2 separate regions of the Gossypium hirsutum genome follow, and region 1 is linked to region 2. Evidence: chromatin contacts called from public Hi-C data. All regions are on one chromosome and are shown on one strand. The core of a region is the stretch at or near the end of the contact, and the rest is flanking DNA. Distances in the headings are between cores, read along the strand shown. Region 1 holds the start of LOC107910298. Region 2 holds the start of LOC107910682 (bromodomain-containing protein DDB_G0270170).

Region 1 (6,734 bases), core at 1,484-3,983, 150 kb before region 2:
TTAAAATAGCACATTGTATCACTATAAATACTTCATTGTAAATTCATTAGAATCACACTTTCATGAACATAAGTTTAAATACAAGATTCATTCTTCAAAATTAAACATCTCGACATCACCCTGCCATGTCATGCATAATACAAAACACTAGAAATCTCACAAAAAAAATTGTCCTCTGTCGTAGTCCAACAATACTTCTTTTACTTCTACAGCAAGCCTGAGAAGGAGAGGTAATTAAGTAAGTTCAAAGAACTTAGTGAGTTCCTAGAGAAAACATGTCAAATATTTACTAATACACCCAAATGCACCATTTCAAAGAGTCAAACAATCACACTATACGTTAGATGGCGAGTACCGTACACAGACAACCTATACGCATACCTTTCCTTTGGCGTATATGGTACACCCATGACACCATTTAGACAAACTTTTTTCATGTTAACCATGTACTCGGATCCTTTAGTCAAAGCCATATCATTTATGTCTTTTGTTGTGATTTGACAATTTGGTTTGCAACGTATAATTGCCCTGCTAGAGGCTACACAACATTTTTCATGTATCATGATCTGCTAGTTCAATGTACAATCCATTGAAGGCAATGCCATGAATATATTTTCCTTAACCATCATTTCCATGATTCAGTTTATATCGTTCTTGCTAGAGTAAAAGGTAGTGGTTTAAAGATGAAGAATAGTTCATACTCTTTAACACAGATACGCCAAAATCAGACTAACAACTCCGAAAAACCATCATTCATATACAGACATTTCATCTTTCAGGGTATGAATACTTACCTTAAGCAAAATATTAACAAAGACAATACACACATAGAAGTAAGATGGAACTTACCAGAAAGTGCAATAAGTCTAAACAGCAGGACCTTTGCCCTTATCACGAGAACCTTCAAGAGTGTCTTGAGCTACAATATAGATAGTTAAACTTATCAGATCACTATACCATAAATTAAATATGCTTGCAAGAAAAACCATCATAAAACCCAGATTCAGGAATTTTCCTTCCTTACATACAAATTTAACACTAAAGCATGCATTGCTAAGATCACGTAAATAACCAATAAATAACCTAGAGTTCACCGATAGTTTCCAGAGTGCTAAAATAAACGAATGAGTTAGCTAAATACAGCAAACCCAACTTTAAGCAGGTTTCTGGTCTTAAGTTTCAGAAGAAGTGAGAGTAGAGAAAAATCTAAAAGGAAAATGAATGCGAAGAAGACATAAAACTTGCCCAAGAAGTCACTACTAACTTTATACAACTAAACACGAAAGTAAGGTTTAGAGAAAAAGTCAAATTATCCCACTAACCCTCCCTCGATAACCGTGACTAAGTACTCTTACCATAATTTTAGTCTTATCAACTATAGTAATTTAGTTCCATTCTAACCAGTTCTCCTTAGACTAACTAAATCGTCCCACCCAAAAATAATAACTAATTCTATCAAATTACGAACTTAACTTAAACGCCTAAACAACTAGGGTGGTGTATACTCTACAGACCAAACTACTGAGCTCGCCAAACACAAGATTCCCCAGTTAGCGTATTCATAGAGTCTTATACTTAGTCAAAACTAATACCTTATTCAAAATTTACTTTAAAGACCATATCTCGATAAACAGTAACCGAATACTAGAACTTCATTGGGCGGGCAGTTACATATATAGTGATTAAGGACGCTTCAACAACCAATTCTTCCTTAATCGTAAATAATCGTGGGAACCACCCAACGATTAACCCTTATCGAATGAATAACCCCAAAAGACGCTTCCACGACTTAATCCGTCAGCAGCCTTGCAAACTAGAAGAATCATACTCTTGTTAACAATCTCAACTGCGTGGATCATTTAGATTAGATCACTTAATCCCACGACGTCACCCAACTGCACTACCAATTGAACCACACCAATTTGTTCATCGGTAAAGTAATTCAGCACCAAATTAGTTGTACCAATTGTGTATTGTTCCCAGCACTGTATAAAGGATCCTTCTTGACATGGAGCTAAAAACAATACTATGAGACGATCCTATCTATCTCTTGACCTGGAGAAAAAGCAAATACCTTAACGAGAAGGGTTAAATACGATTTCGGATCTCACAATTCAAATATCGAATTTTGGTTTACCTTTGGTTAGAAATTGATTTAGTTGCTCATAATAAAAGAAAATAACAAAGGAAATATAATTGAATAAAGCTAAAAAAATAAAATAGAAAAAGAAAAGAAAACGGTAGAAAGGCACAACGCCAAATTGAATAAAGCACATAAATATGTCAAGTTGGCACACTATCGATTGTTTAGGTTGATTTAACAATTTTAAGTGGATTCTCTGCCCAAAGCCATTCACTTTGCTCGGTTAAAACCAATTTCCAAGCATACAATGGGAGTTGTATAATATTTTGGTTGAATTAATTTAATTTTAGAACGTTGGATTATATCACACTCACGTGTGTAAAAGTAAAATCTTTTATGTAAAAATATATTTATAAAAATCTTAATAATAAATGTACAAATTTTCGTCAATTCCAGTTTGATTCTTGGACCTCGATTATTTTTTAGTGTTTTAAAATATTTTTAATTTATATAAAAATAAAAAATAAAATATTATTATAATAATATTTATAATTTTTTAAAATATTTTAAATTAAATTTATAATTCTTTCGATTAAATATATTAAATAAATTAATATTAAAATAACTTGTAGCACTGCATGACAGAATTGGAGTATTGGACTACAAATTCTGAACCAGCACAGAAACCCTCATGATGTCCCAGAACTGATAAATATCTATATTTCAGAAATATAAGTAAACAACGGGCGCCATAGAAGAAGTTAGGCCTGGCCCAACAACTTCCACCACAGGGCTTCTCAAAGTCAAAATCAACTTCCCTGCTTTCAATTCTCACCTGCTTCCTTTCCTTTGCATTTCTTTCTCTCTCTCTCTCTCTCTCTTACATTATGACTATCCTCTCTAATTCTTTGGTTTTACCCACAAGTCTTCCATTCCAATTATCTTCTTCTGGTAATATAATTCCTTTTCTTCATCTCTGTTCTTTTTTTCTTCTAATCTTGTTTTTTCTGTTCATTCGTTCTAATCAACTTTATTTTAAATGGAATATGATTCAAATTCTAAGTTCTAATGCATAATAAATTAATACTCTCCTCTTCTTTCTTGCTTAGGCCGTCGGATTTATTGCAGTAGCTGAAAACTTTTAGCTGCATTTAGTTCTACACTAGTCATTTCCATGATTTTTTTGGGTTCAAGACCCTGCTTAATTTTGATTGCCCTAAACTGTACTTGTTTTTTTTTTATTCAGTGAAATAAGATAGTGATGCAGAAAAAAAAATTGAAGGAATATGATCCATCTTCGTTGTATCTGTGGACTTTGATTAAATTTTCAATATTGAAGCTGTGGGAGGGTAGTAGAATAATTACAATAGGCCTTATTCGTTCTTTAAATTTGTTAGCATACTTATAAAATATTTGACTTGGTGTACCCTTAAACCCTGGGGAAATAACCGACTGCAAATGCTGTAAGCTAAAGATGAAAAGATAACGATTGGATTCGCTAAAGGTAATAGCTTGGTTGGAATTGATTGTTTGACATGATGCTCATGATTGTTTGTTTATTTTAGTTCAGCCGTTCAGATCTTTTACAACAAGAATCAGGGTTTTAGTGTTGATTCAGATTTTTAGATCATACCATCATTATCGTCATCATGTTCATGTCCGTTCTTTGAAATCAGAAAATTGGTTGTCTTTGCTCTTTATACAAACGCAAAACTAAACTAATATTAATTCTATTTTCTATTGTATGTCTACACCAAAGCTGTATCATTGTTTTGTTCCTTACTTTTTTTGTGTGTGTGTGTTTAGGCTCACATTTAAAGACAGCAGGGGGTGCTAGTCCCACAAACTTGTCATTCAATTGTAATGGCTTAGGAAAACTGCATCTTTCTTCCTCTAGAAGGCCAGTAGTAACAGTTCAAGCTTCCTACAGGTATCATCACTGATCACGTTCGGAGCACAAGAATGCATAATAGTACGTACAAGTAGTCCTGTAACTGGCACCTACTAATGAAAGCATTATCAACTAAATACTTAGGTTCTATGTTGATCCAACTTTTTATTTTTCTTCAAGTGTATGTTTCAGACACATTTGGATTGGATATGGAGAGATGACACTCCAAAGACCATCCAAATGTATGGAAAAAACTTAGAAAATTTTGAATATACCCATGTCGAACATATACATGTAACCGACATTCATATCTAAGTCTTGAGTAACATACCTTAAGTTTGTATTATGTTGTTTTTAGATGTTCTGTTGTGGGCATTAATATTATAGAAATACTCAGTGGGAGTCTTTCTCTTCTTGTGTCCTTAGTGATGGTGAAAGACCAAGCAGTGCAAGCATCTTTGTTGGAGGTTTTATTTTGGGAGGACTTGTGGTTGGTGCACTTGGATGTGTATTTGCTCCCCAGGTGATATTAGCATTGCAAATGGATGCAAAATTGCACTAAAATATCTCCTTGTTTCTCCATTATGCATATTTGTTATCTGTTCAAGTAAAATAAAACATCTCCATTGATTCATCAATTCGTTCTGATTTTATAGTTTCTGATTTTTCTGTTTAGATGATTCAGACCTGCAGAACTCTGGGAACTATTATTTGTGTTTGGCTTTTTGTATAACCTGCACTATTTATTGTCATGGCTTATATGATGTTGAATTTGGGTTTTCTTGTTATTCTTCAATAGATCAGCAAGGCAGTAGCTGGAGCTGATAGAAAGGATCTAATGAAGAGACTACCTAAATTCATATATGATGAAGAAAAAGCTTTGGAGGTAACTTCCCCCCCTCCCACCTTTTTTGTCTATAATTATTGGCGTCTAAAGGACAAGTGATTACGGATTAAACATGCGTCCTTTAAATGGTAATAAGTGGGGTTTGTGTTGCAGAAAACACGAAAGATACTGACCGAGAAGATTGCTCAGTTGAACTCTGCTATTGATGATGTTTCTGCTCAGCTTCGATCCGAAGATGCTCCGAATGGAGTTGCGGTGAACTCTGATGAAATTGAAACTGCCATATGAATGGGCTACCTTGTTATTATTCAGATGCTGTTTTAACACTTAACTGATATTGTCATCCTCGGTATGAAATAATATGTGAATTTATTGTAATTTTCCTGTTTTCAAGTAAACAGTCTCTGTCTCTTCACTATGTTACGGGGTGGTTGTTGCACAAATGCATACTACTTCACATTAGATATTCAATTTCCTAATATGATCTTCAGTTCTTCACCACCATAAAAGATGATCTCAAACTTACCCACAAAATTGCTTGTTCTCTTACATATACTAAATGAAGCAGGCTTGTTTTTTTTTTTTAAATATAATATTCTTTTATTGTTCCCAACAATTTGTTTGCGGTGTGGTCATTCTGGAAAATTGGAAATAATGCAAGGGCACTAAAGGAAAAAGAACGGATGGAGGAGCTGTGGCTCAAATATATTCATGAGCCGAGTTTAGATCTAAAAACACGTTCTTATCTCATATATTTGGCACAAAATATCCCTTTAGTTCACTGTTAGTAAAACTTCGCTAAAAACACCTTTAAGTCTCTATCAATTGAGAAAATTGGTTTTTTTTAATAATAAATAATTAAGAATAATTAATTCCGATATTAATATTTTCTGTCAATTGTGCTTGATTCTGATTAATATAAAAACAAATTTAGTTTTTGATGTTTACACATCTTGTGTAAATGTTGATAGATTGTGAAAATTTTGCAAGTTAAATTTGATAAATCATGACTAAATTGACAGAACGTGTAAATATTTCAGACTAAATTTATTAAATTAAGAGTAAATTGATGATATGTGTAAATTTTATGAGCTAAATTTATTATTATATCAATAAAAATGTACAATTAACTAAAAACATGATCATTGTGAGTAATTCCCTTAAAAATTACAAAGTTCAAATTGTTGTCAGAAACCAATTTACTTAATATTCAAACCTAAAATTTGTGTAATAACTAGCATTAAAGCCCCCGGTTCATTTGTTTCAGTACTAGAGTTATTCTTCTTTCAAAAACAGAAAATACTAGTTATCCACGTTTTACTTTATATTATTAGGGAATCGACATGTGGTTTAATTTTCTGTAATAAATCTTAAATCGATATTCGAGCAATCGTATAGATCAACTCGTTTAAACATACATATTTAAAGAGAAAAAAAAAAAGAAAAGAAAGGTAATTATCCGATTTTTAACAGGGCCGGAAATTTTGATTTTAAGGTTGAATTTTTTAAATTGAATTAAAATCAAATAGTTACATGTCAAATACGAAAATGGTAGAGTGAAATTATTAAGTGGCATTAAATTAAATTAGTTATTAACTATAGTATGAGGACTAAATTGTGAACTGATTAAAGGAAAAAGAATTGATTATAAAATGAACAAGCCTCAAAGAGGGAACTTACCAAAGACCTTATAGCAATTTGACCAAATTTATAGGGAGTTGGTGGCATGACGTGATCATGTTCATCAAATCCCACTACTTATTCCATGATTTAATTATGGCCATACCGCCATAGATTAAGGCTTATTATAGTCATGAAGAAATACGAAATGAAGAAAGAGAATGAGTGGTTTCATTCTTCCATCTTCAATACACGGGAAAAACAAGAAAACAACAGAAAGAAAGAAAAAAGAA
Region 2 (7,576 bases), core at 561-3,060:
GAATATTTGGAGCCCTAAGAATTTAGATATGAAGAAAGCTTGTTCCATTTAATAGAGTTCCATTCAACAGTGGATCAAAGGCATCTAATGCTCTACAATTGGGATCCAAAACTGTTTCCAAAGGTTTAAATTCATCACTAAAGCTTCTAATGAGCAATTGTTCTTTTTTTTATTCTTTAACAGTTTTCACAGTGGCATGTGCATTAGAGTGTTTAAGGTTGAAGTAATGAATGAATTGGAGTAACAGAGATAAAGATAGGGTTTGATCTTCAGGAAGTGAGAGCTATGAGATTGAGAATAGGGTTTTTATGTTCTAATGGACCTTTTGTTTATTTGTTTATGATCCATTATTTTGGGAAATTTTTCATTTGTTAGAAGAAATGAAGAGTAGCCAAATCTTGTGCCTTTTGGGGTTATATCATTTGATATAATTTGTTTAATCATTTCCTTTAAAGCAACCATTAATGCAAAACTTTCTCATTAGCATCACCTTTTCCAATTTTATAATGTAGATAAACAAACATTTTTGTTTTTTTTGTTTTTATAATGTAGATAAACAAACATTTTTATTTGTTTCTCATTAACTTCACCTTTTCCAATTTTATAAGGTAGATAAACAAACATTTTTTGTTTCTTTTAGTTGAAAAAAGAAAAATAAATAGATGCTCTTTTTCTTTTGGATGCTTTGTGACTTTATCTTTTTTTAATAAAAATTTTGTGTTTAATACAATTAATTAATTTTAGATTATAACATAGGTAAAAAGTTTTATATAAAAATTATATAAATAACAAATGAAACTTTAGTTGAAATCATAAAATTGAGATAACTTGAGAAGTAATGCATTCAAATAATAGTGTACTATTTTAAAATATAGTAAATAAAATTTTTTAATATTTTAATATAATTAAATATAAAAATAAAAAACATTTTAATATAAATTAATATAAAAATAATTATATTAAGAATGTTATTAAATTATATTTAATAATAATTATATTAAAATAGGATTAAATTATTTATTTTTATTTTTATTTTTATTAAATTATATTTGATAATAATCTTATTAAAATTTAATAACCACATCTAAACAAAATTCTGGTAAAGGTATTATGGTCATTTTAGTTTTTTTTCTTTATGCTATTACATATCTATTTCATTCAACCAAACACAATAATACAATTACAGTTATATTTCATTAAATTCAACCAAATAATTGAATTACTGATTACAGCTCTATTCCATTGTAACTTTATTACATTATAGCTCTATTCTATTCTAGTGAACTAAACGTGCCCTAAATTGTTAAACTGAAAATATAATTAAAAAAAAAACATATTAATAATGTTTATCAAATTAAATTTATATTTTTCAATTATAGTAAAAATTAATTACATTCATCGACTAAAGTAGAATAAATATAAATATAAAATTATAAAAAATCAAATGTTAATAATACATAAAAGAATTAATATATAAGAAATTAATAATAATATTATCTAAATTATAATATTTTATTATTCAAATCATGATGATTTTTTGTATTATTTTACTAATAAATATTTTTAAAATTATATAACATTAATATAATTGATTTTAAATTAGTTAAATATTTTAAAAAAAGTTTTATAATTACATTACCTTTTCAATTCATTAATTGTTTTTTAAATAATTTCATTAAAATTTTTAAAATAATTATTTTTTAAAGAATTTCATTAAAATTTTTAAACAAAGATTTATATTATAAAAAAATATTACAAATTTAATGTAAATAATGAAATTCGTGTCACGTGAGAGTGGGGCACATCCCATCCATTTCACGTGACTTTCCCTCCACGCCGGCATCCTATCCCAGTGATTCCACTCCCTTGCTCCATCAAAGAAAAAAAAAACACCAATATTTCCATTAAAAAATAACAAAAATAATAAAGGGCAAGAAAAAAAAGAATACAGTAATGAGATTGGAGGAGAGATAGCAGCAGAGACAATGAAGAGGAAGAAGGGAAGACCCTCCCTCTTAGAACTCCAGAAACGCTCTCTCAAACAACATCAACAGCAGCAAGCGCTTCAACAAAACCCCCTAAATGTCCTAAACACTATTTCTTCTACCAATTCCAGCCGTCGATCCGCTCGCCGGAACCCCAATCTCCACGGAGGCTCCCCAATTCCCGATTGGATTGCCGGAGGAGGTGGTGATGATGATGATGATGACGACGACGACGAGCGCCAACAGAAGAAGCATAAGCTATTGCTCGGCCTCAATTCTTCTCGTAATCATCACCATTATCCGATTCCTTCGGCGCACAATTCGGCCTCCTGCGGTTCCGATTCGAACGCGGATGGTGGCGATCCCGAGGCATCCCTCAAGCGACGAAAGGTTACCACCCTCAGTCCTAGATCTGATCAAATGGTGATTAGTTATCCATGAATATATATAAAAAATCAAAATAGCTTTTTGTGGGTTTTTGGAAGTGATGTCTTTTGAAACAAAAACAGACAAAAGAAGAACGAAAAAAGAAAAGAAAAAGAGAGATTTTCCTATACTTTGTTTGGATATTTTTATTTATTTCCTTTTTGAAATTGAACTTTTGGATTTCGCGCGTGAATTGCATTCTTGTGATTGGATCGGAGATTATGGACATTGGACAGGTTTGACTAAGTCGTGAACTGTGCTTTTCTTTTTTCTTTTTTGGTTATTTGATATTTATCTTACTTTTTTTTTATTTTTTTATTTTCGGAAAACTTGATTTTGTCTTGAAAATCTTCTTTATTTCCTAATTCTACAAATTTTATTCTTTATTATCTTGTATTTATCTGGCCTTTATTTATGTGCAGAATAAGATATGCACAGACCATCATGTCTGAAGACCCAAAAGCTTCAATTTGTCTTTTCTTTAATATTAAGAATAATTCGCTTATCAAAAACAAAATAATAATTCTACTTTTTATTTCTGCTCATTTTAATGCTACTTTTCATCACCAATTCTTCAATGAACAAGGCAAACCATCTCCATCTGTAGTTTCTATTTGGGTTGTTAAATATGTTGTCTTGTTTGCAGGGAGAAAAAGTATCCAAAACTACGCACACACTTCATGGTAAAAATCAATCCCGACTTTCATGAAAAGGCATTTATGGGAATTCTTAAATTTATGTTCTTTATATGTGGACAGGGTCACCGGTGGAGTTTGGCCCCACGACACCTTTGCCAGACAAAAAGTTGTTGCTGTTCATTCTTGACAGGCTTCAAAAGTATCTGTTATTTTCGGTTCTTCAATTATCCTTTTTCTTTTATCCTATCTTTTTATGAGATTTATCTACTACTTGCAGGAAGGACACTTACGGGGTTTTCTCTGAGCCAGTTGATCTCAAAGAGGTTCATTCTCTTTTTCATTCTTGAATAAAATGTCGATTACTGAAAAGTGAAATCCATTTCATGTGATCATGTTGGATTGATCTCAATACAGCTTCCTGATTACTGTGACATTGTCGCAAACCCAATGGACTTTTCGACTGTCAGGAAAAAACTTGATGGGGGAGCTTATACAACCTTGGAACAATTTGAGGTTTGTTTTGCTAGACTTCACTTTGCTAATATGGATAATGTTATCTGTCTACCCTGGTACAAGGTGTACAGGACTGGCTGGTTGATGCTGATTAAGTATGTATTGATATTTTCTGGATTTTTGTGTATATAATAACAGTTAAGTTTTGCCGTGATTCTGGCAAGTCATTGTAGAATAAGGAGGCATTCTATGTCTTCTGGGGTTACTGTAATGTTGTTGACTGTGATTTTTTAGTTCTAGTCCATTTACCCTCTGAAAGACTTCTTTGATTTGGTTTGAGAAGATGGATCCTTGGTGTACTTGCTTATACTTATTTATTCTTTTAAATTTTATATAATATAGAAGTTCATTGGCATTGCCTATGGTCTGCCCATAATTTCTGGAATATTGATTGCCGAACTTCTTGTTTAGTTTGGTATCATAACAGCATACTCTTTTCCTAGACGACAACTTTATATGCTGTGAGTTGCTTTTTGAGGTTTACTAAGATGATAAAATCGTAATGAAATGATTTTAGTTTGTATAATGGCACTGGGCTTGTCCAGTGAAGATAGTCTTTTGATTCAATTTTGCAGACGTCATAATAATAGAACTTCTTTTAGGGGATTTGTTTTCCAGCATATGCTTTACACTCAGGATACTTGATGTTGCAAGGACTGGAATTGAAACTTTTAAGTTTGATTCATGCAGAAAGATGTTTTTCTGATATGCTCGAATGCCATGCTGTATAATGCACCAGACACAGTTTATTTTCGACAGGTTTGGTCAGCCCTCTCTTTTTATTAATTCTTTTGTTTTGGTACCCCAGTTTCTATCATTTTAAGCATATTGACTGGTTGGTTAGGCACGATCAATGCAAGAGCTGGCTAAAAAGGACTTTGAGAATTTGAGGCAAGATAGTGATGAAGGTGAACCACAGCTGAAAGTTGTGAGGCGAGGAAGGCCACCTGGAAAGAGCCTCAAAAAGTCATTGGAGTCATTGTCTTCGGACCGTGTTGGTTCCGAGTTTTCCTCAGATGCAGCTCTAGCTTCTGGAACAGATGCTTCCGGCCTTCCCAGTACTTACAATTTGAGGAAAGGACCTGGTTTACAAAAGCACCAGCCTGCTGATACATTAACTAGGCCCTCCTGGGGTTCTCATAGCAAGGAAAATTATGCCAATTGCTCGTCTGAATGGGAGAATGAATTTCCAGGTTTGGTATCTATTTGGTAGTCTGACTTTAATACTTATATATGTATATATATCCTTGATTCTTTAACATTTTTAAGGTGAAACCTTATATTGCACGGTTCTTATGCATATTGATTTATTTTCTCACCTTGCAGCTTCTGTTGTGAAGGCTGTGATGAAGTATGGAATGAAACATTTTGCAGTAGATGAGAACAGGCGCGACACCTACAACTATTCATTGAATTCTGGACATGAGCAGCCTATCTTTTCCACCTTGAATGGAGAATTGAAGCAGCTAATTCCGGTGTGTTTCATGTTTTAATGCATTAGTTAAAAGATTAATTTAATGAATTGTTCAGATAGAATGTCTAGCTGACCTTATATTCATCAAGCACAGATAAAATGAATCCTAAAATTTCCTCTTTTTTTGTGCATAATAAATTGTACACAAGATTCTGGGTTAAGAATAGCTTGATTTGTGTTGTATGTTTATGTATCTAGCCAAAGGGTTTTCAAATATTCTGGAATACCATTATTGATTTGAATAAAAGAAGAAAGCAATCGGGATCATTTGCAACATAAAATGCTCTATCCCTTCTACAATCGTGACAATCTCAGTGGCTAATGTTCTTCTATCTCCCTCATCTGTTTTATGTGAGGTGTAACATTGTATCCATTGGTACGTGGTAACATTTTTCTTTTCCCCTTTTGCAATGTGTATCAGGTTGGTTTGATTGCAGAAAATGGCTATGTTACTAGCTTGGCACGATTTGCCGCAGATCTTGGACCTGTTGTTTGGAAAATTGCTTCAAGGAAAATTGATAGTGTTTTGCCTAGCAAGGTGAAGTTTGGTCCTGGGTGGGTAGAAGAATACAGGTCGACTGAGCAGCCACAATGTTTGTTTTCTGGAAAGCAGAGATCTTCAAACTCTACATCTGGTAACCATTCTAGCATACATTTAGCTCCAGCTACTTCTGGTTCAAGCTCTATTGCTGCAAGTAGATCTCCTTTGCTATGTAACGAAGACATCAAAACCATTGGAGGACTAAGCTCTCAAAAGGATTTGACTTGTGCACCTTCCCTTCAGTTTTAGCAAAGACCTTCACTGCACTCGGGTATCGATGGTTCTCTAAGTGGGTTCGGGATTGGTTATGCCCCTCAAATGGGACTGGCATTACAGCCTATGAATTCCTTTTGTGGAAACACTCCTAATAGTTCGGCCATGTGTGCAATGCATGCAAGCAATTTTGTTTCAAAAGAGACTAAAGCAGAAGATAATTCAGTTGGTTTACATTCCAGAAATGCAATGGTGTCGCACCCAGATTTAGCATTGCAAATCTGATAATTTGTGGCAAGAAATGTAAAGATTGAACTGAATATAACACATTTGTTGATTGGAAAGTTGGAGTTGAGTAGTTCTACAAAAAAAGAAGCCAGCCATGTGATCATTATGTAGGAAAAGAATATACTGTACAGATTGATATATCAAAATTTTTAATTAGGTTAAGAAAGCCACAGATTTATGTCACAGCTGAATTTTTGAGATAGTTTACATGAATAAGAATACAAGTTCATCTCAAATAGGCAGTGGAGCAGCCCCCCCCTTTTTTTTTCTTTTAACTTTTTGGGTGAATGTGAATGAGAGGTTCATTGGACTTTAATTTTGGGGGGCCTCTCTTAGGTGGAACAATGAAACCACAGGGTAGGCTTCAAATCAAAATGTTATTAGTTAACGTGGTAATGTGAATTTGGCAGCGTCTTCCTTGTAGACCTGTAGTTCACTTGTAAAACTGCCGTATAGGAGTTAGGTTGTATTTTATTTCTTCTATTTAAAATGGACAAACTGATTTTTGTATGTTAGATTAGAGAGTGAATTGATCTTCTGTTAAAGTTTTCATTCATTTCTATTATTAAAAGTTGATTTTTGGACGTCAACATAACATACATGTGACACATGTCACCGTCTAGTTATTTCCTTATGCATGCCAATTTTTAACAATACAAATAGATGAAATTTTTAATAGAAAATACTAATTTATTCTGTAATATAATGAAGAAAGATCATTTAAAAAAAATTAAATGGACAAAATGCAATTTTATACAAGGTTTTGTATGTTAGTTTTACCTTGGATACTGATTTCATATTCAGATGCAGTGGTGGCTACTCCTTTGTCTTCGACAGTTGAAAACTTTTTAGAGAAAAAGAAAATACAAAGTCTTGGTTGGAAGATGCGGAGTGCCGACAAACTATATTTCTAGTTCCCCAAAATTCCAACCCACTTCATAAATTGTCAAACAATCTCTCTCAGTTTCACCTAAAAATGCTTTTATCAGCCACCAGACCATTTATAAAATTTAGGTTAAATTCTGCTATTAGTCCTTGTACTTTATATATATTATGGATTTAAATCATGTACTTTAATTTGATCATTTTAGTCTCTATATTTTCGAATTTTAAAATTTTAATCCTAACCCAAACAGTAGTTAGATCTATTTGGTTAAATTCAATTACTAGTCTTATACTATATATAGTTGTAGATTTAACCCATAGTATTCAATTGGATCATTTTAAGTTGTTATAAATTTTATTTTTGAAATTTCAGTCCTAACGCAAATGACAATCTTAACCCATTAATTGGATTTTTAGTGAGTAATATATATGAAAGTAACAAACTGGCATGACATTATACATATGATAATATGTTTGACATATCAGATTTTCGAAATAGTGGAACTTAGCTTAATGAATTTAACGGTTATCGTTTAGTTAAAGATAGAATTTAAAATTTATTAAGTATATGGAATAAAAATAATCAAATTAAAGTATAAGTATCCAATCCATG

Evidence for each region. A called contact is a pair of places that touch in the nucleus more often than the background predicts.
Region 1: a contact with region 2 is called in a Hi-C map of leaf, with 2.7 times the contacts expected there. The contact joins the promoter of LOC107910298 here to the promoter of LOC107910682 in region 2. A contact is called at or near these places in 4 of 34 Hi-C or Micro-C datasets (all in leaf).

The regions. Positions count from the first base shown.
Region 1 is chrD02:24,524,673-24,531,406 of Gossypium_hirsutum_v2.1, reverse strand. It overlaps LOC107910298, which reads left to right and starts at 2,733. Exons shown (of 5, transcript XM_016838105.2): 1 at 2,733-3,034; 2 at 3,890-4,013; 3 at 4,401-4,497; 4 at 4,774-4,860; 5 at 4,975-5,199. The coding sequence starts at 2,971. The coding sequence ends at 5,109.
Region 2 is chrD02:24,371,306-24,378,881 of Gossypium_hirsutum_v2.1, reverse strand. It overlaps LOC107910682 (bromodomain-containing protein DDB_G0270170), which reads left to right and starts at 1,810. Exons shown (of 9, transcript XM_016838639.2): 1 at 1,810-2,408; 2 at 3,058-3,094; 3 at 3,170-3,248; 4 at 3,327-3,372; 5 at 3,464-3,562; 6 at 4,253-4,321; 7 at 4,407-4,755; 8 at 4,889-5,037; 9 at 5,458-6,593. The coding sequence starts at 1,986. The coding sequence ends at 5,826.